4 separate regions of the Mus musculus genome follow, and regions 2, 3 and 4 are each linked to region 1. The links are chromatin contacts, called in public HiChIP or PLAC-seq maps. All regions are on one chromosome and are shown on one strand. Each heading gives the region's core, a stretch centred on a gene start, on an enhancer-like site or on the middle of the called end of the contact. The rest is flanking DNA. Distances are from core to core; before and after follow the strand shown. Region 1 holds the start of Vim (vimentin). Region 2 overlaps Cubn (cubilin (intrinsic factor-cobalamin receptor)). Region 3 overlaps Cubn (cubilin (intrinsic factor-cobalamin receptor)). Region 4 holds the start of St8sia6 (ST8 alpha-N-acetyl-neuraminide alpha-2,8-sialyltransferase 6).

Evidence for each region. HiChIP or PLAC-seq counts read pairs in DNA pulled down with a chosen protein or histone mark.
Region 2: an H3K27ac HiChIP or PLAC-seq map of the HPC-7 cell line shows a contact between it and region 1, with 7 times the contacts expected there. The contact joins the enhancer-like site here to the promoter of Vim in region 1. A contact is called at or near these places in 3 of 39 promoter capture datasets (embryonic stem cells and pre-B cells), 1 of 484 Hi-C or Micro-C datasets (the N1E-115 cell line), 18 of 115 datasets of contacts at active chromatin or transcription factors (the 230-238 cell line, the HPC-7 cell line, bone marrow-derived macrophages and 15 more) and 4 of 9 other capture datasets (adipose tissue, embryonic stem cells, liver and 1 more).
Region 3: a contact with region 1 is called in an HNF4G HiChIP or PLAC-seq map of pancreatic cancer cells. The contact joins the enhancer-like site here to the promoter of Vim in region 1. A contact is called at or near these places in 4 of 39 promoter capture datasets (embryonic stem cells, hematopoietic stem and progenitor cells and neutrophils), 1 of 484 Hi-C or Micro-C datasets (granulosa cells), 18 of 115 datasets of contacts at active chromatin or transcription factors (the 230-238 cell line, T-cell acute lymphoblastic leukemia, acute myeloid leukemia and 15 more) and 2 of 9 other capture datasets (adipose tissue and liver).
Region 4: a contact with region 1 is called in an H3K27ac HiChIP or PLAC-seq map of embryonic stem cells, with 7 read pairs. The contact joins the promoter of St8sia6 here to the promoter of Vim in region 1. A contact is called at or near these places in 3 of 39 promoter capture datasets (cranial neural crest, embryonic stem cells and stem cell-derived epiblast-like cells), 11 of 484 Hi-C or Micro-C datasets (B cells, CD4 T cells, embryonic stem cells and 1 more), 7 of 115 datasets of contacts at active chromatin or transcription factors (embryonic stem cells, large pre-B cells, memory CD8 T cells and 1 more) and 1 of 9 other capture datasets (embryonic stem cells).

The regions. Positions count from the first base shown.
Region 1 is chr2:13,572,566-13,576,958 of GRCm38.p6, reverse strand. Vim (vimentin) reads right to left here and starts at 2,648. Exons shown (of 9, transcript NM_011701.4): 1 at 1,965-2,648; 2 at 1,358-1,418. The coding sequence starts at 2,527.
Region 2 is chr2:13,326,662-13,331,054 of GRCm38.p6, reverse strand. Cubn (cubilin (intrinsic factor-cobalamin receptor)) reads left to right here. Exons shown (of 67, transcript NM_001081084.2): 49 at 4,228-4,393. Among named protein-coding and RNA genes, the nearest start is that of Gm13270, 57 kb to the right of the region's middle. Within about 2 kb of position 2,099, at least 9 of the 459 cell types and tissues checked have an H3K27ac peak or open chromatin away from gene starts, as enhancers often do. A contact at or near this core is called in the HPC-7 cell line and pro-B cells, where this site is marked.
Region 3 is chr2:13,356,313-13,360,705 of GRCm38.p6, reverse strand. Cubn (cubilin (intrinsic factor-cobalamin receptor)) reads left to right here. Exons shown (of 67, transcript NM_001081084.2): 33 at 336-449; 34 at 2,477-2,587; 35 at 3,994-4,122. Among named protein-coding and RNA genes, the nearest start is that of Gm13270, 87 kb to the right of the region's middle. Within about 2 kb of position 2,340, at least 21 of the 459 cell types and tissues checked have an H3K27ac peak or open chromatin away from gene starts, as enhancers often do. A contact at or near this core is called in adipose tissue, neural tube and pancreatic cancer cells, where this site is marked.
Region 4 is chr2:13,791,216-13,795,608 of GRCm38.p6, reverse strand. St8sia6 (ST8 alpha-N-acetyl-neuraminide alpha-2,8-sialyltransferase 6) reads left to right here and starts at 2,089. Exons shown (of 8, transcript NM_145838.1): 1 at 2,089-2,265; 2 at 2,757-2,855. The coding sequence starts at 2,165.

The sequences.
Region 1 (4,393 bases), core at 1,399-3,898:
CCCAAAGAAAATACTAATTTAAAAAAGAATATAAGAACTTAAATAGTAGTATCATTCATTTCTGACTTCTGCTAAGCCATCAAAAAATATATAAATGATATTGGACTAACCTTCTCGAAAAAGTTCAGCTAAATGTGTCATTTCATTTAAATGAATGAATGAAACAATTTTTAGTCCACAAATAAGAGATGGTGTGTATTAACTCAGTGCTTTGTAGAAAACATTCCTTTGGTGATGACTGAAAATGCCCAGTGACTGAAAGGGGCTGCATATTCGTCTACTGCCATTAAGGATGCAAATGCCTTCAGAATGCTACCTTAGAACATTCATCTGGAGAGTTTGGCTGTTGATCCTAACAAGTGTTCCAAACAAGACTGAACTGGCCATCTGTCCACTTCGGGATGCTAAGGTAATGCCTAACCCTGGAACAAACACAAACAAACAAATCCTCCCTCCATAAAATACTCCATTCTTCAGTTTAGGGTTTAATTTTGTTTGTGGAGGGTGCTAATGAGTCTACAAACCCCCCTAAAAGGGGGCCTTTCCAAATGTGAGGGAGGACTTTAGCTTTAAGAACTTTGTACACGGCATACCTCACAAGCCTGGCCCAGACACAAGATAATGGATGTTAGCAAATACTTGTGTCCAATTGGAACTGTGGTTACATCATTACATATTCAATAAGAATGTAGCCTGTTGCAAAGCTGCTCTGGGAACACAAAGGCCCCTATTCTTTCTGTCCAGAGCCACCGCATTTGCCAGAACGTCCCTATCTACATTCCATAGTGAAGCCCATAGAAACCTTTAACACCCTTGAGCTACGGGAACAGATGGCTTCTTTTCACCCTTGTTAGATTTCAAAAATGGTTGTGCAATGACTCTTCTGCTAACTTTCACGCAGTGCCGAACTTCGAAGGAAGAAAGGGAACTTGGCTTAATTCCAGTTAAACTTTCTCATCCTCCAGAGTATTCTACATTTCCAACTGGAGGAAGCAACTGTGGTTTTTATGACCTTGTGAAAGTTAGCCAATTTCACCTTCACAATCCACAATGTAATCAAATTGTAACCATTCAATATCCGAATGTCGATATGTTTCAAAAAACGAAAGGAGAAATGTTTCGGGGGTGTGGGGGATCAGAAAAATCTGGAAACGAAGCAGAAAATAAAGCCTTCATGTTCCAAAGACTGCCCTAAATAGTGGAGTTTTTCAATCTGTGCGCTTTCCGCCGCCAGGGGGCTTTACAAGCAGACGTGAAGTTCTGCACCTTTTAAAACCTAAGGGAAGTAACTTTTAGAACCGCTCGCGGGTTGGCTCCATTGGGCTGCTGGCTGCATGTGAAAAAGAAGTCTACAAACCTGTCTGAATGACTGCAGGGTGCTTTCGGCTTCCTCTCTCTGGAGCATCTCCTCCTGCAATCTGAAGCAGCAGCACATTAATCAAAGGGGAACTGGAAAACCGCCAGGGGCGGGGCGGCCACACCCAACCACAAATGCCGCCAAGCCTTGAGTCCAGAGCTGCTGTGACACCTCCACCCACAGTAGTTACTGCAACTTGTCGAGGTGGCAGCTCTCTGCAGGTGTTAGCTGGAGTTGGGGCACACTGGAAAAGACAATCACTGCCCTTCCCTTACAATTACAGCCAATCCCCTGTCCCAATATCCCAGATGCCTTTGCCATCTCTTTGTCTGGAACCCTTCACACCCATTCTTTCCTCCTGTCTGGTAACTGTAAGCCCAGAAGAAGGACCTAAGAAACTTTCTAAAAAGTTCAATGGAAGTGCTTGAGTGAGGCGAAAAGAGAAATGTTCACTGCAAAGTTTAGGTTCAGGGTGGGGCCCGCTTCCTCTGCTATCCTCCAGACAACCGCCACCCCAGCCACATCCCCAAGGGCGTGGCAGCCCCAGTGCAAGGCCCAGGACTCCCCTCCCTCCCACACCCCACCACTCGCGTAGGTCAGGCCTTACTTCTCTCGCAGCCGCATGATGTCCTCGGCCAGGTTGTCCCGCTCCACCTCGACACGGGCCTTGTCGTTGGTGAGCTGATCCACCTGCCGGCGCAGCTCCCGCATCTCCTCCTCGTACAGGTCGCCCAGGCGCGACTTGCCCTGGCCCTTGAGCTGCTCGAGCTCAGCCAGCAGGATTTTGTTCTGCTGCTCGAGGAAGCGCACCTTGTCGATGTAGTTGGCAAAGCGGTCATTCAGCTCCTGCAGTTCTACCTTCTCGTTGGTGCGGGTGTTCTTGAACTCAGTGTTGATGGCGTCGGCCAGCGAGAAGTCCACCGAGTCTTGAAGCAGCCGCACGCCCGGCACGCTGCTCCGCAGGCGCACTGCCGAGGACCGGGTCACATAGGCGCCACCGGGGGATGAGGAATAGAGGCTGCGGCTAGTGCTGGGGCGCAGTGCGCTGCCCAGACTGTAGGTGCGTGTGGACGTGGTCACATAGCTCCGGTTGGAGCTGGGCCGGCTCGATGTGCCGGAGCCACCGAACATCCTGCGGTAGGAGGACGAGGACACAGACCTGGTAGACATGGCTTCGAAGGTGGGCTGGCTTGCTGCGGCTGGAAAAACTGCAACAAGGGAATGAGGGCGCGGTGGCTGTGAATCGTAGGAGCGCTGGGGTCTCTGGGGTCCCGGAGCAAGAGTGGCAGAGGACTGGACAACGCCAAGGGCGCTGCTTTTATAACACTGTTAGGAAAGAGGGTCCCCTCCCACTGCCATCCTAGCCGCCGAGCGAGCCAGCCAATGGGGACCCGGAAAGAAGTGAGGAAGGGGGGTGGGGGAGGGAGCTCCCCTCGAGCCTTCCTCCAGGGCTGTAGGGTATCAAGCACAGTCCTGTTACTAATTGGAAGTGCTAGGCCTTTCAGGGGCTTTCCTGGTGATCACCCGAACTCTCTACTCACCCTTGGGTGCTGAGAAAGAAGGGATCGCGGGAAGGATTCATGGGGGAAGGAAGGGGGGCTCTGGAAAGTTGAGTAAAGCGATCCCTGGCACTGGGCCAAAGGGGCGTGGGACTAGGCGCGCTGGTAGGAGGGGCGTGGTCGCAGTCGCAGATCTGCGGTCTTCTGGGACTGGGTGGGTGGGGAGATCCGAGAGCGGAGGAGCAGGAAGAGCCTGCAAAAGCAGTCCTGCAGATCGGAAGCCGGGGAGAGAGAAACAAAGAGGGCCCGAGATTGGGGGTGGAGAAGCACACAGCCCAAGATATCTGGCTCAAGACCTTTGCAGAGGGCTTGTTTGACGTGGTCATATCCCCTGATCTAACGGACTCAGTTCAACTAGAGAGGATTAGGAGCCACTGCCTCTGGAGTAAAGCCCAGGGGACGGGGTGGGGTCGCTGAGTCAGTGGATATGACTCATGGAGCCCTGAGGGTGAGATCGTCTAGCGGTTCAGGAAAACCGTTAGTTGAGATTGACTCCAGACTCCAAGAGCGCTAAGCTCATTCATTGTCCGAAGTTTTAAACCAACTTTGAGAATAACCGTTCTTGTGATTGTTGGGGAAGTGTGGAGAGTTCTCCTTAGAAAGAAACTCTTGCAGACCCGGGAGAGCCACAAAACACATCCACACACCCCTACCCCCATCCCCACCCCTGACGACAAAAGCTCCCTCCCTCCCTCCTTCCCTCCCTCCCCCTTTCTCTCTTTCTTTCTCTCTCTCTCTTTCCTGCATGAAACCACACCCTAAGTTCTGGGTGAAAGAGGAAACTACTTTGGTAATTTCAAAAGCAAGCCCAGTGATCTCGGCCTTTCTGAAAGTGGACTGCATTAGAAGATAAGCAAGTCGGACAAGAAACCATTGGGTTTTGCTAAAAAATCCAATTCGGTGAATGAGTTCGGAAGAAAGGCAGTTATGTAGCTCAAGTGATAAACTGAAGAAACAGATTTCTGTAGATTTTAGAGCAGCGATGCAGGGGAGAAGATTCTAGTGACTTGTCTGGGCAACGCCACAGATCCTATTTTCCACAAAGAAAAATCATGAAATCTAACTTGAAATGGCGACAACTGTCCACAAAACAAAAGGTTCAGAGTGTTGAGATGCAGCGACTGTCACCTTTTCAAAGGGAAAATGACCAGCTCAAGGCTATTGCTTCACGTTTGCTTCTAGGCAAGACTAAGGGGTCTCCGTTCTCCAAGGGAAAAGGACTTTTCAAGAAAGGGAAGTTAGGCCCTTTGTGATTAAGCACGGATAGAAAAATTACAGTTTCTTTTGGTTTGGGATTTGTGGAGTACTGAAACAAAAACAAACAAACTGGGAGATGGGTCCATTAGTGAATAGGGAAGGAAAAGGAGCTTGTATTTTGTTTTTGCTTTTGTTTTTCTTTGGAGCACAGAGTGTTCCCAGCTTACCTGGCAATTAAGAAAGGCCGTTTAGAGACACGTGCAGGATTTATGCTAGCTTT
Region 2 (4,393 bases), core at 850-3,349, 250 kb after region 1:
TTATGTGCAGTGCTCCAACATCATGCCTTAACTGCTGATATGACCTCCATCTAGACTGTCCCTCCCAAGATGGCTGCCTAGTTATCTTTTCATGTCCCTTAGACCTCCACTCTAGTGACTGACCCCCACCACCTCATTATAGGACCCTAAATGAAGCAAGCCCCCCTTGACCTGTTCCTTCATGTGTTGTCATTTCACAGTACTTCACACCAGCTTACTGAGAGCGAGAACTAGTTTCCTTTGGTGAATCCTAGTGGTCTATATTCTTGGAGATAAGGGTTTGATGAATGAATTGGGGAAATAACATGATTACCTTTTTTTAAAAAAAAAAGCTATTTTTGTTGTCAGTTTAGTTGTCTGCTGCTCAATCCGAAATCCCAAATTAATGTTTGCAATTTATTTTGACATCCCATGACATCCCCTCATCACTTGCAAGTACCTCAACATGGCCTTATTTAGCTTTCCGATTATTGTCTCAGGTCTAGTATCTGAAGTACTGAAATGTTTCCCCCAGATACTCAGTATAGAACCACTGTGGTTTTCTTACATTTGAGAGCCAGAGAATGCTGGGTGATGTTCCTGTTTTCTCTTTTCCTCCTCCTTCTTAATGCAACTACTCTGGGACTCTAATCCCTTCTAAGCATTTACATTATTGTTTCTAGCTAACATTTCCTATTTTGCACCTCTTTAGTTCGTTTTGGGTCTCATCTAGCCATGTCCCACTATAAAAACTGAGAAATTAGCTTCCTCCCTTGAGAAGTGCACACAGGGAATTCAGAGTACACATATTCTGTCCACTTCCCTGTTTCAGTCACACATGTCACAGTTTCCATGATTGGTCCACTTGGGTGATTGTGGAAACTACATTCAGGCTAAGCCAGGCAGTATGCTGTGCCCACGTTTCCATTTGCTTTTTCAAATAACAATAACAGTTGTACTATTTTTAGATTCTATAGATGTTAGTCACGAATTTTTCTACATATCTTCCATCAAAGACATGCATGTCTATTTTTGTCACCAGTATCCCTGTCCATCTGCAGCAAGCCATCTGGGAACCATTGTTTTGGGATTTTCCTGCCCCATTGTGTCTGTAGTCTCTTCATTGCATTCTGGACTGGCCAGCTGGCTCCATGATGCTGTACATTTCCTTTCTTAGTCAATTTCCTGTTTTCACTGAGGTACATGCTCTTGTAACTCTCTAAGGACACGAATATGTACAGCAACCTTTGAGTACCTATAAGATTTCTGCTTTACTAGAATCATTTGAATGTACATATTTAAACTATTATAGAATCATAATTTGAAGTTTCATGTAGTTTCTTTCAGTTTGCATCTCTATTTACATTGGTCTCTGAATTTCACATTGGATGTTTCCTTAGAGTCCTGGTTGTTCTTCATTCACGTTTTAAAAATCTGTGAAAAAGCTGATTGGGAGCTCTGTGTACATGCCTGAGCCTGGAAACTGGCATTTGTGGAAGTACCTAAGACAGACCTTTACTTATATTTATTTTCAAATATCATGGCTTCAGATCTTTTCTCACGGGGAGGATGAAACTCCATCAAGGAATCATTTTGGGAATTCATTTCTGTAGGAGGTTGTTTAAATTCCATTTTTTAAATCATTTTTATGCATTGGTGTTTACTTTCCTCCTCTACACTCCAAACAAGTGCAGGAATTAGTGTTTACCCACCCTCTGTGTACTTGAATGCTTGTCCGAAAAGAGGGAAACAAAGCCCAAGATCTACAGGCAGCATGGCTGAGCTCTGAGCATCCTGTTACTTGCTGAACACCACACCCAGCTGGACTGTGTTTGAAATTCCTACAAACCCAGCAACCAATCTGATGGCCAAGATGGAGGAAAGGAAAGGCTGCACCACACAGCATATGGGGTCATGAGACAAATGTCCAAATTTGTTCCACGTCATAGCAATTCTTAAATATTGACTGCCATGTGTCTGCTCCCATCTTATGTCTTCTGAGGCTTGTAGTTTCTGACTACAGAAGATCTTAGGAGATATGAGGTCACACTCTGGTTGCTTCTAAACACAGAAAGAAGTCCATACACTAACTGGTTGACTGCACATGGTTTACTCATTACAATTCTATGCTACCCCTACCTAAAGATGCAGAAAGAGGCAGTAGAGACCATTGTTCATTGCCTCCAACACAGCCTTGTTGCTTATAAATTCTTTTGATTCTGAGAACACATTACCCATTCTTGTTTATAGTAGCATGAAATATGCATTGTCTTCTCTTGCTTTGCCTTGTGGGAAATTTGGATCCAAATTCAATTATTCCTAGTTCTTGGATTTTAACAGACTGTAAATCTTTGTAGTGTACTGTCTGCATTTGGAAAACGGAGTCCTACTGAAAAACCAAGTAGGTAATTAGCAGAGTCTGGGTTCGTATCTGCACAAGAAGTGATGGGGACATTTCCTGTGTTCCTGTAACTAGAAGGCATTTTAAACCAGAAACCACCAAGCAGCTGAGTTCAGTCATTAATTACTGTAAATGAAAATGCTTGCATCCCTGGGAGTACAGCATGTCCTACTTCAACCAAGCTTTTAGTGCTATTATATCCAATAGTGATCCATTCAAATCCTTTTTAAAAATAGGAATATCAATCACCAAGTGAGTTGCTATTTATTTCTTAGAATTGTTTCTGCATTCTGAAAAGTGTTCACAAGCCTTGTGCAGAAGCACTCACTCTTCACTAGTCATAACTCAAGCAATTAATTGTATTTTGATGCCAGTAATAACACAGTTTTTAAAAGCCAGATGAGTATGAGCACACAAATTGGTTGTCCAGCACCAAACAGAATGTCCTGAAAACATATACAAGGAACGTTATACAGACTCAACGAGTGATATTTAAGAATGTATACATACATACATACATACATATATGCATGCAATAACAATTAGTAAAGAAAAAGGAGGCCATGAAAATGGGGAGTTGGGAGGGCTCTAAGAGAGGGTTCACAGGGCCAAAGAGGAGGAAGAACTGTTATAATTCTATTATAATCTCAAATACAAAAAGTTAAGTCAAATGATTAAGAATGTAGAAGCTTTAAATCCATAAATAATTAAGAAAGAGCCATTATAGTTACACAAAAATAGATTTTTTTTCCTTAAGTTACTTTTCAAGGAGCACTGGCTCAGTGGTTAAGAACATGTACCAATTTTGCAGAGGATGGAGCTAAGCTCCCAGTACACACATTGGACATAGCGACAACTGTTGCTCCAGCTCCAGGTAATCCCAATGTCTCTGGCCTCCTGGCCTCCTGGCCTCCGCAAGCACCTGTGTTGACATGCACATGGCCATACCAAGATACGCACAAGCACACCTAATTAAAAGCAGCAAAGTAAAACCACTTAACAGTACTTTTCAAGGTATTTAGAATGACTACATACACTTGGAATAGCCTAATACTAACATTTTCATTTCATGTGTTACAGCTTCCAAGGCACAACTAAGAAAATCCACAGAGTCTGTGAACTCTGTGAAGTATAAAGAAGGCTATGCCGGGGCCTAGCAAACATAGAAGTGGATGCTCACAGTCAGCTAGTGGATGGGTCACATGGCCCCCAATGGAAGAGCTAGAGAAAGTACCCAAAGAGCTAAGGGGAACTGCAACCCTATAGGTGGAACAACAATATGAACTAACCAGTACCCAGGAGCTCTTGTCTCTAGCTGCATATGTATCAAAAGATGGCCTAATCAGCCATCACTGGAAAGAGAGGCCCTTTGGACTAACAAACTTTATATGCCCCAGTACAGGGGAACGCCAGGGCCAAAAAGGGGGAGTGGGAGGGTAGGGGATCGGGGGGGGGTGAGTATGGGGGACTTTTGGGATAGAATTGGAAATGTAAACGAGGAAAATACCTAATATAAAAAATAAATTTAAAAAAAAAAGAAGGCACAGTGGCATGTTTACCTCAGACATAGAGCAGGGTCTCCACTTGCAAACTGTGCAGCAGCCTCTCCCTGTCACACATAAGAGGAGGACATACTTCCAATTTTTTCATTTGCTCAACATTGATTCTAAGGCTGAAAATAACACTCAGTGTGGCTCTGTGGCTTGTGGTCCTGGGAGAGGTGTCTGTGTACCAAGTGACTATGGTCTCTTTAGAAGGACATGAGTCTGGGCTGAGAATGCTCATCCCCTGAGGGATGTTCAGTAAGGTGGGCAGCATAGCTACAAGTCAAACTATTTTTCTAACAGGTATTCAATGGCATTAGAAACAACTCTCCCCGACTACAGAAACTGTGCAGCCGTGTGAATGTGACCAATGAGTTCAAATCTTCAGGAAACACGATGAAAGTGATATTTTTCACTGATGGCTCCCGGCCATATGGAGGCTTCACTGCTTCCTACACCTCCAGTGAAG
Region 3 (4,393 bases), core at 1,091-3,590, 220 kb after region 1:
TCCTAGAGAGGAAAAACTCATCTATGAATAAATTATTCCCTCTTATAATTTATCAGCAAACAGAGTAAGTGAACCAAGGCCAGAGTATGAGTTGAATGATTCAGATAATTCACAACTGTTTGTGGTGTTCTATGCCGTGTGTCCCCACTTCTTATAATTGAAAGACATTATAAATGTAAAGTGTTTTCTCATTATCTGGTGGCTTCTTTGCGGCTTCCTTGGTATGTGCTATGGAAATAAGAAGAATGTATTTGCATTTTCACACACCTAATGTCTTTATTTGGTATAGTTGATAGGAACCAAAAGTGTATGACATGTGTGTCTGTGCTTCCCAGAGTGCGGAGCCCACATCATTACTGACTCTTCAGATAGCATCTCCTCTCCACTGTACCCAGCCAACTATCCAAACAACCAGAACTGTACCTGGATAATTGAAGCTCAACCTCCATGTAAGTAACAAAAATCAAAAGGAGGGGAGTCTGGGGAAAGTGGCTCTTCTGAGAGGTAAGGCTGTGAACTGCATTTAACCTCCTCAGTGGCAGCAACTGACAATTGGCTTCTTCCTGGGATGCATGGAAACAGACACTTTCTGGCCTAGTACGAAAGCACTTTTAAAAGGATTCGCATTCATCTAAAAGAATTGTTAAGTCTGGATGTGGCGATTCTAGCACCCTGCAGGCTAAGGCAGAAGGATTTTGAGTTGGAGACCAGCCTGGGCTCAACAGTCAATTCAAGGCTCGCCTGAGTAACATATGGAGATCTTGTCTCTGATGAACAAACAAACCAAGGGCTGGGGAGAGCTCAGTGGACTGAGTACCTACCTATCACTATTGAAGCCCTGGGTTCTATCCCCACAACTAAATGAATCGCATTTAGTTAATGGTATTGCATGCTTGTCGCTCCAACTTCTGGTAGGAGAACCAGAAGTACAAGGTCATCGTCCATTCATACCTAGTTGGAGGCTACTCTGGGATCAGTGAGATGCTTTGTGCAACAACAAACCAACAGACCAACAAAAAGACAAACGACTGAGGATGCAGTTACTAGAACACTTACCTGCCTGAAATGCACAAATACATACAAACAAAGTGTACAAATACAAGTAAAGTAGATGGTGAATGAATATGTGAATAAGGATAGAGATTGGAGAAATACCTAACTGTTGGAGGACGCAGGGTTGCAAGTTATTGATCACTAAAAGGGAAACTAATTGTAAAACCTGATCTCTCCTGCAATGGATATATTTATGAAATCAGTGCATGCCTAGAGGCCCTCAATAAATGCTTATTTTCTCTTTCTTCTTTTGGGGATCTTAGAATTCTGCTATGTGACATGGCAATAGTCCCTCCACATTTTCCAGGCAGAGAAAATGAGATGGCCTTTACAGGCCTGGCAGAATGGCTCCAAGCAGACTATTCCAGGCCTCATTATGAGTCCTGTTTCATCTGAACCCTCCCCTCCTTTCAGGTCTCTAGGAAGAAGTTGTGATTTAAGACACAACGTGTGAAAGCCATTAAGTTCTCTTCTCTGTTCTTTAATTAATGACTTTGTAAAAACAGGACAGTCACTTAGGCTAATCAGGTCCCTGCACAAAATAATTCTCAAAAAAGCTGGCCTTAAATATTATCTAACACTTTCACAAACTGATAGTATTTTATGGCCATTCATGGAATGTGGGAGCTGACAGATAATGTAATCCTTAGCCTTTGTACATGGAGAGGGTGGAGCCCCAACAAAGCCAAGATAAAGAAGCCCCCTGCATTGAGCTCAGCAGTTTTGTGCCTCCTGATTATTTTCTAATGATCTGCAAAAACATCTAGATGAAAGATCTCACCGCTACAAGGACAGCAACAGGAAAAGATCCCTTTCTGAGGATTAGAAACGCTGTAAAGACTACAAGAGGAAACTGCCATCTGGGCGCTGACTGTTCTTCCATGATTCAAAGCTTTCTTGATGGATGATTCAGAAGCTCTCGGGCACTGCTTCCGACCCCTAAATAAATTTGAGTGTGCTGGGAGCCATGTCCAGGGGGGAAAATATGCCTTAGTACAAGTACATGTAAGGACTCAGAGCCTAAGAAAGTGCTTCTCAGAGGAACACAACAATGGCTAACAAACAACACAAATAGAGCAAAACATAACAAAACAAAACAAAGCAAGCCGAAAACTATGTTTTCCAATAAGATGTCTCCAGAAGTCCCTGGGATGACCCTACCCAAGAGTCCTGATTTACCATGCCTGGCATTTTGGATTCTGCAGGCATTTTTCAAAAGCATTGATTCTGTTACTCTTCAAAGGAAGCCCTTTAGCGCGAAGCTGAGCCCTTAGCTCTGTTTACTCACCCCACCCCTGTGCAAAGCTGCCAGAAAGCAAGGGATTTGGCATCATCTCAGAGTACCAGGGGCAAAATCTCTCTGTTCTGCTTGCCAGTGTTTTATTAAATAACCAACACTCTTCTCTCTCTTTTTTTTCTACAGTCAATCATATTGCTCTCTCCTTTACTCACTTTCATCTGCAAAGCAGCACAGATTGCACACGGGACTTTGTAGAAATTTTGGATGGCAGAGACTCTGATGCACCTGTCCAAGGTACCGGAGATTTTGTCATTTCATCTGTAGTCTTGTCACGTAGTGTGTGTGTGTGTGTGTGTGTGTGTGTGTGTGTGTGTGTGCGTGTGCATCCCAAGTGTGCAGCCATGCACACAGACATTCACAGTGTTGACATTCAAGGTTACAGTGTTTTCAATAAGCATGAAGAGCCTCAAACCACATAAGAATAACCAGAGGGTAGGAAAGCAGGACAATGTGGGGCTCATGAAATTCAACTTACTTATCTTCTACATGCAATTTGTGTATTTTAACTTGTTTCTGAAAGGCAAGTTGCAGATACTAAATGACAGTCTGAGGCAGGGGCAGTAGTGTGACAAAGACTGTTTTGGCATTAGACAAAAGTCTTTCTGAAGCTTCTGGAGAGTACTTTAAAATATGTCTTATACTCCACTGGACATGTTTCTTCTGTCCCCAGTGGGAGGAAAGCATTTGAAAATTAGTTAATTGACTTCATTAAAAGTCCACCAGTTGGTGTGCTAGACATCATGATAAAGTGTGTGATATAGCTCTTGAGATGGTTCAGACAAAATAACTTCACATGCTTTAAGCTTTCTCCATGAGACTTTACCATGGAAAAGTCTCCCTGGCAGAGGGAAGCGCCATCAGAGGAGGTTTCAATGCTATTCCTGTGCCGAGAATGGAGCCTGAGAGAATGGTGGACAAAGAACAAGCCCCAGGCAAACCCCTCATTGTAATGTTTAAGATATTAATCCATTCACATTGGAACAGGATGTGTTATAGAATGCACACTCCTACCCAGTTATCTCCTGTGGAGTACTGTTCTAAGTATTTTATAAGTGGTAACTCAGTCTTTACATCCTTATGAGATGGGTTTAATTATTTCTAATATGTCCTCCTCTTCACATGGGGCAACTAAGTCACAGAGCACCCACAGTACTTGTCTCAGGTTATGTTGCTAGTAAATGACAAGCAAGGCATTGAACCCATGTAACCTGGCCCATCATCTGGAGCCTGGTCACATCAACTTTCCTCTGTCCTCCTATTGCTTTCTATTGGGTTTATGAATCATCCTGGCTATGCTTATTTTTGAGGTTTATCCTTAGTGGTCAGGCATTGTCTCAAACACAAGGCTAATGTAAGTGGTTCTGCTTGTGATTTCTTGGTTTTGTTTTGTTTTGTTTTGTTTTGTTTTTTGAGACAGGGTTTCTCTATATAGCTCTGACTGTCCTGGAACTCATTTTGTAGACCAGGCTGGCCTCGAACTCAGAAATTCGCCTGCCTCTGCCTCCCGAGTGCTGGGATTAAAGGCGTGCACGGCCACCACGCCCTGCTATGCTTGTGATTTCTTGTATGTACCTGGAAAAACTGTGTGTCGTCCCTGCCATGCTGTCACTCACCTCCATGTGGTTCTCTTCACCCTTTAGGCCGTTACTGTGGTACCTCTCTGCCCCATCCCATCATATCATTTGGCAATGCCCTGACAGTGAGGTTTGTCTCTGATTCTGTGTACGGTTTTGACGGTTTCCATGCCATCTACTCTGCATCAACATCAGGTGAGTGGGAGGGATTAGCATTAACAGATGACCTCAGGGTTAGCAGACATGTGGTAGAAGTCTTTGGCTTGTTATTTGGGGCTCTTTTCATTTAACGTTGGGAGCTAATTCTTGAAATTTCCCCTGTACCTTCTTTATAATTCAATGTCTACATTCTGACAACCATGAGGTATAGAAGTGAGAAAAATCATCTGTAAACCTGGCCATCTCTTAGCTAAACCTTATTTGTCTGGGAGACCTGTTCTCTACTGTCACAGCAATGTAAACATGA
Region 4 (4,393 bases), core at 840-3,339, 220 kb before region 1:
AATAACCTCAGCTGTTCAAAAGTAGAATGAATAATCACAGGAAGTACCTGTGTGACAAATGATGAAGTTTATGCTCTGTTGGTGTACTTCAGGGATCTAGAGTAACAGATAGAGCAGAGAAAGCCTTGCCTAACCTTAGGGGCTAGGGTAGATGATGGACCATGCTTGGACAGCATAGGTTAAGGCTAAAAGAGTTGGGATAGTTTTCTAAAAGAATAATTGGAAAGCCAGATTATATCATCTCATCATTGGCTCATTGTTCTGCATCAGGTGAGGTTCTGATCAATAAACGTGAGTTTACCTAACAAGTGAGATATTCCTCAATATGGTCTGAAGGAAGCATCTTTGTCCTCGTCAGTTACAGCTCTTCATAAATACTCTTGCCTAGGTGGAAGACACAACAACGGATTTTTAAAAATCTGGATGAGTTCAAGGTCAGAGTTACAGCATTGTAAAGTTCATGGTTGGTGGTTGTCCCCTCCCCTCACAAATTAGTGAGAAAGGAAACTCCTGCCCTCTGCGCTCTCTCTCTCTCTCTCTCTCTCTCTCTCTCTCTCTCTCTCTCTCTCTCTCTCTCTCTCTGTGTGTGTGTGTGTGTGTGTGTGTGTGTTGTACATACATGTGTGCGTGCACGTATGTACAGGAACAAAAGCCAGAGGCTGGTATTGAGTGAGGTCTTCTATCACTCTCCACCTTATTGTTTGGCACAGATCCTCCCACTGAACCCTGCCCTAGCTAATTCATCCAACTCAAGTGGGCCATCTCTCCAGCCTCGTGTTGAGGATCAAATCACAGTTGGAGGATAGAGTTTCAACACAGAAACTGGATGTCGACCTATAGCTACGAGAAAAGAAATATTTGAGACAAATAAATGTCAACCATTTACTTGAACAAAGAAGGACTCGTGAATTAGGCAGCACTGGGAAACAGAAGAGGGGATATCTGCCTATCAGTGGGCAGCAAGCTTTTGGTGGGCGGGCACAAAGTCTTAGTAGAGGGATCACCTGATTGGCTACATGTAGGTAACTGACTTTGCGTGGTGTGATGAGTTAGCTGCCTATGATTGGTTGGTGCATTTTTCTCTTATTGGTGAAATTCTCGTGTTCGTTATAATTCCAATTAGGTTCTGGATTAGGCAAGAATTTAAAATCCAGAGATCACCTCCATTGGCAGTAGGCAAATCTGTTTTTCTGAAAAACATTTGGTAAACAATGGTAAACACTTCAGGTTTTGAGAGCTATAGACTCGCAGTCACCACTACTCAATTCTGCCCTTATAAGCAGTCAATCTGTCACACAATCGCATGCTCATCAATAATACAAATTACTGGACACAAAGATGTCCAATAAAACAGTTGTTTTAAAGCAAGCAGAGATGACTCTGGTCAAAGGTGGGTGGACAAATTGCCCTTGAAGATCTCTTGGTAATTTGGTGTCAACTGTCCACGGAACGTCGTGGGAAGGTGCCATGCAATGCCAGTCTACTCAAACGTTACCAAGTTCCTGGCAGCTTTCAGGCACGTGGGAGGATCCAACTGAGCAACCCAGTTTGCAAACTTTTTGAAGTGGGTCCTTTCTGCTCTTCTCTTCAGTCCTCCAGGTTCTAGCTCAGGGCCTCAGCTACATAGCAGAGTCGCAATGTGATTGGGTGGGTCACTTGGGGCCAAGCGCGCACTCGGGCGAAGGTGAGAGCAGCTGAAAAGTTGGAGCCCAATCAGCGCGGAGTTGAGCGCTCATACCCCAACCTTCAGGTGACCCCGCGTGGCGGCGGCGGCAGCAGTAGGCAGAGGCAGCGGCGGCTGCAGCGACCAGAGCCCGCAGCGGCTCCGAGCGCCTCCGGGAGGACAAGCGACGAGCTTGGAGAATCGTCATCCGCTAGCTGTCCGCCAGCTTCGCCAGCTTCGGCGGCCGGGGCTGGCTTGGAAGAAGCGAGCGAGCCCGAACGCGGCTTCTTCGGCTCGGTGCCCAGCAACACTGTTGCAGGCTGGGCTCTGGGCAGCCCCCAGAGTGCGGGCCCGCGCCACCGCCTTTGAACGCTGGGGGTGTGCGTGGCAGCGGCCGCGGTGGCGGCGGCGGCGAAGGCGGTGACCGGAGCGGCGAGTCGGTGCCGCCCGGGCTGCGCTTCGCCCCGGCAGCTTTGGCGGCGAGGACGCCCGTGGCTCAGGATGAGATCGGGGGGCACGCTGTTCGCCCTCATAGGCAGCCTGATGCTGCTGCTCCTCCTGCGTATGCTCTGGTGCCCAGCCGACGCGCCTGCCCGCTCCAGGTAATTCCCCGGCCTCAACTCGCCCCACCTGAAAGGTCCGGTGCGCCCACGCTGTGCTCTGGGTGTTGCTTCCAGGGGACGCCCGGAAAGATCCGGGTGACTGACCACTTTAGACTTTTGACTAAGCAGCTCCTTGAGGGTAGGGTGGAGATCAGGGGTCGCGGAGAGGCGACGCTTGGCCGGATGTCTTGGTTTGAAGTGGAAAGGGACACGTCGGGGTTGGGAGGGCTCCGGATAGTGCCTCTGTGGGCGAGGGAGCTGCAGAGCGGAACCTCCTGAAGAGGTTTCCCGCCAGGCTCCAGGACTCCCCCATTCTACTCCTGGTTTTGTCCTATGGGATTTTTCCTGTCTAACTTCAAGATTAGGGACCCATCCCGGGAGCTGGGGTGCACAAAGATGCTCTGATTACGTCTGGAGTGCAGTGCCCAGTCTGCCAGCCACACTGGCTTCCAACGCGGTGTAATAACTTAGTTTTCTCCCTGGCTGTGCAGGCTGTTGATGGAGGGAAGCAGAGAGGACACCAGTGGTACCTCAGCTGCACTGAAGACACTCTGGAGCCCGACAACCCCGGTACCACGCACCAGGAACAGGTACTAAGGCCACTAGGGACAGATGGACAAGGTCTGGGCAAGACTGCGAGACCCGTGGAACTCACTTGAGCGTTTTGCCTGGATATCTCTGTCTGTCTGTCTCTGTCTGTCTTTGACAGAGAGAGAGAGAGAGAGAGAGAGAGAGAGAGAGAGAGAGAGAGAGAGAGAGAGAGAGAGAGAGAGAGAGACTACGCACATCAACCTTTAAAAACACATCTCTCCATATCGGCTACACTTTCAAAGATGGGTACTGAATTCTGTAGATAAAGGTGTGTGGAAAACCCCAGAGAAGGCACTTGTCTATCTTTACTGAGAGATTTGGTTTGTGGGTTTTGTTTTCTGTTCTTTAAAGTGCATCTGTGTTGAGATCGAAGGAATACAATTCTTCAGTGTGTTTGTCCTGGATGAAAAAGAACTTACATTTCTTCCTTACTGTGGGTGTGTATTAATGTACAGTAATTATTGGATATCTATTATTCTGATTATAGAAATAACACAACTTAATATAGAAAGCCATAGGGGAAATACATAAGAGAATTTAATATTAACTCAGAGCCCAGACCCAGGTATCATTTTCAGGTTAGGACTACTTTATGTCTCTGTAATGTCTATTTCCTATATGTGAAAAGTACATGTGAGATTGTACTTTGTGTTTGTGTGTCATCTTTTTCCCCTAAAGGATCATAGGCCTGAACATGATTTTACCACCTCCCACCAATGTTGCTTGTTACTAGTTATTCACCATCTTAATATTCTGTAGTCTATTTAATAATTTTTTCTTTACTCATTTAAATGCTTTCCTATCTTCATTTCGTTTTGTTTGCTAGGAGACATTCTATTGAGTCTATCTTTGTATGTAAATCTTTATCTTCATTTCAGACTCATTTCCTTAGGAGGACTGATAGGAAGTTGGATTATTAGGTAAAAATGAACGTGCATTTAACGTTCTAAATCACGTTTCTTTCCAATTGCTTCCAAGAAGAGTTGAATCAATTTCTGCTTCCACACGTCCCCGGAGCAGGCTGCATCCTGTTCTGCTTTGTTATAACGATGGCAATTTTGTATACTGCCTCCCCCTCTCTCTTCCTCTTCATCCTTCTGTATATTCTTGGCTCTTGAATCCACCTTAATCTTCTGATTGCATGACTGGACATTGCTTTCCACAAGGCTCTGGGCCTGATCCTCAGAAAGATCTGGAAGTACTTAGAAGAAACTGCACTGAAGAATTATTGCCACAGGTGCCTCATTGGAATTCCCGAGTCTGGTAGGGACACTAGGAAATCCTGGAGTAATAAAACTCTTGATAAAAAGACTGATATGTGCTTGATTTCACCCAACTTTCTTGATTTCATGGAAGGAGTAGCTTTGCTTATGAAATGAGGGTGAGAGGACTTCTGCCCACAAGTCAGTCGTTGAACTATTATTGTTCATTCTGGGGGTTTCCTTTTGAGAAATCCAAAGCACATACTCCTTAGTTCTCTTGTCCCAGGTCTTTCCAGAGGTCACTAATTAATTTTTATTTCTTTGGCATCCTTCCT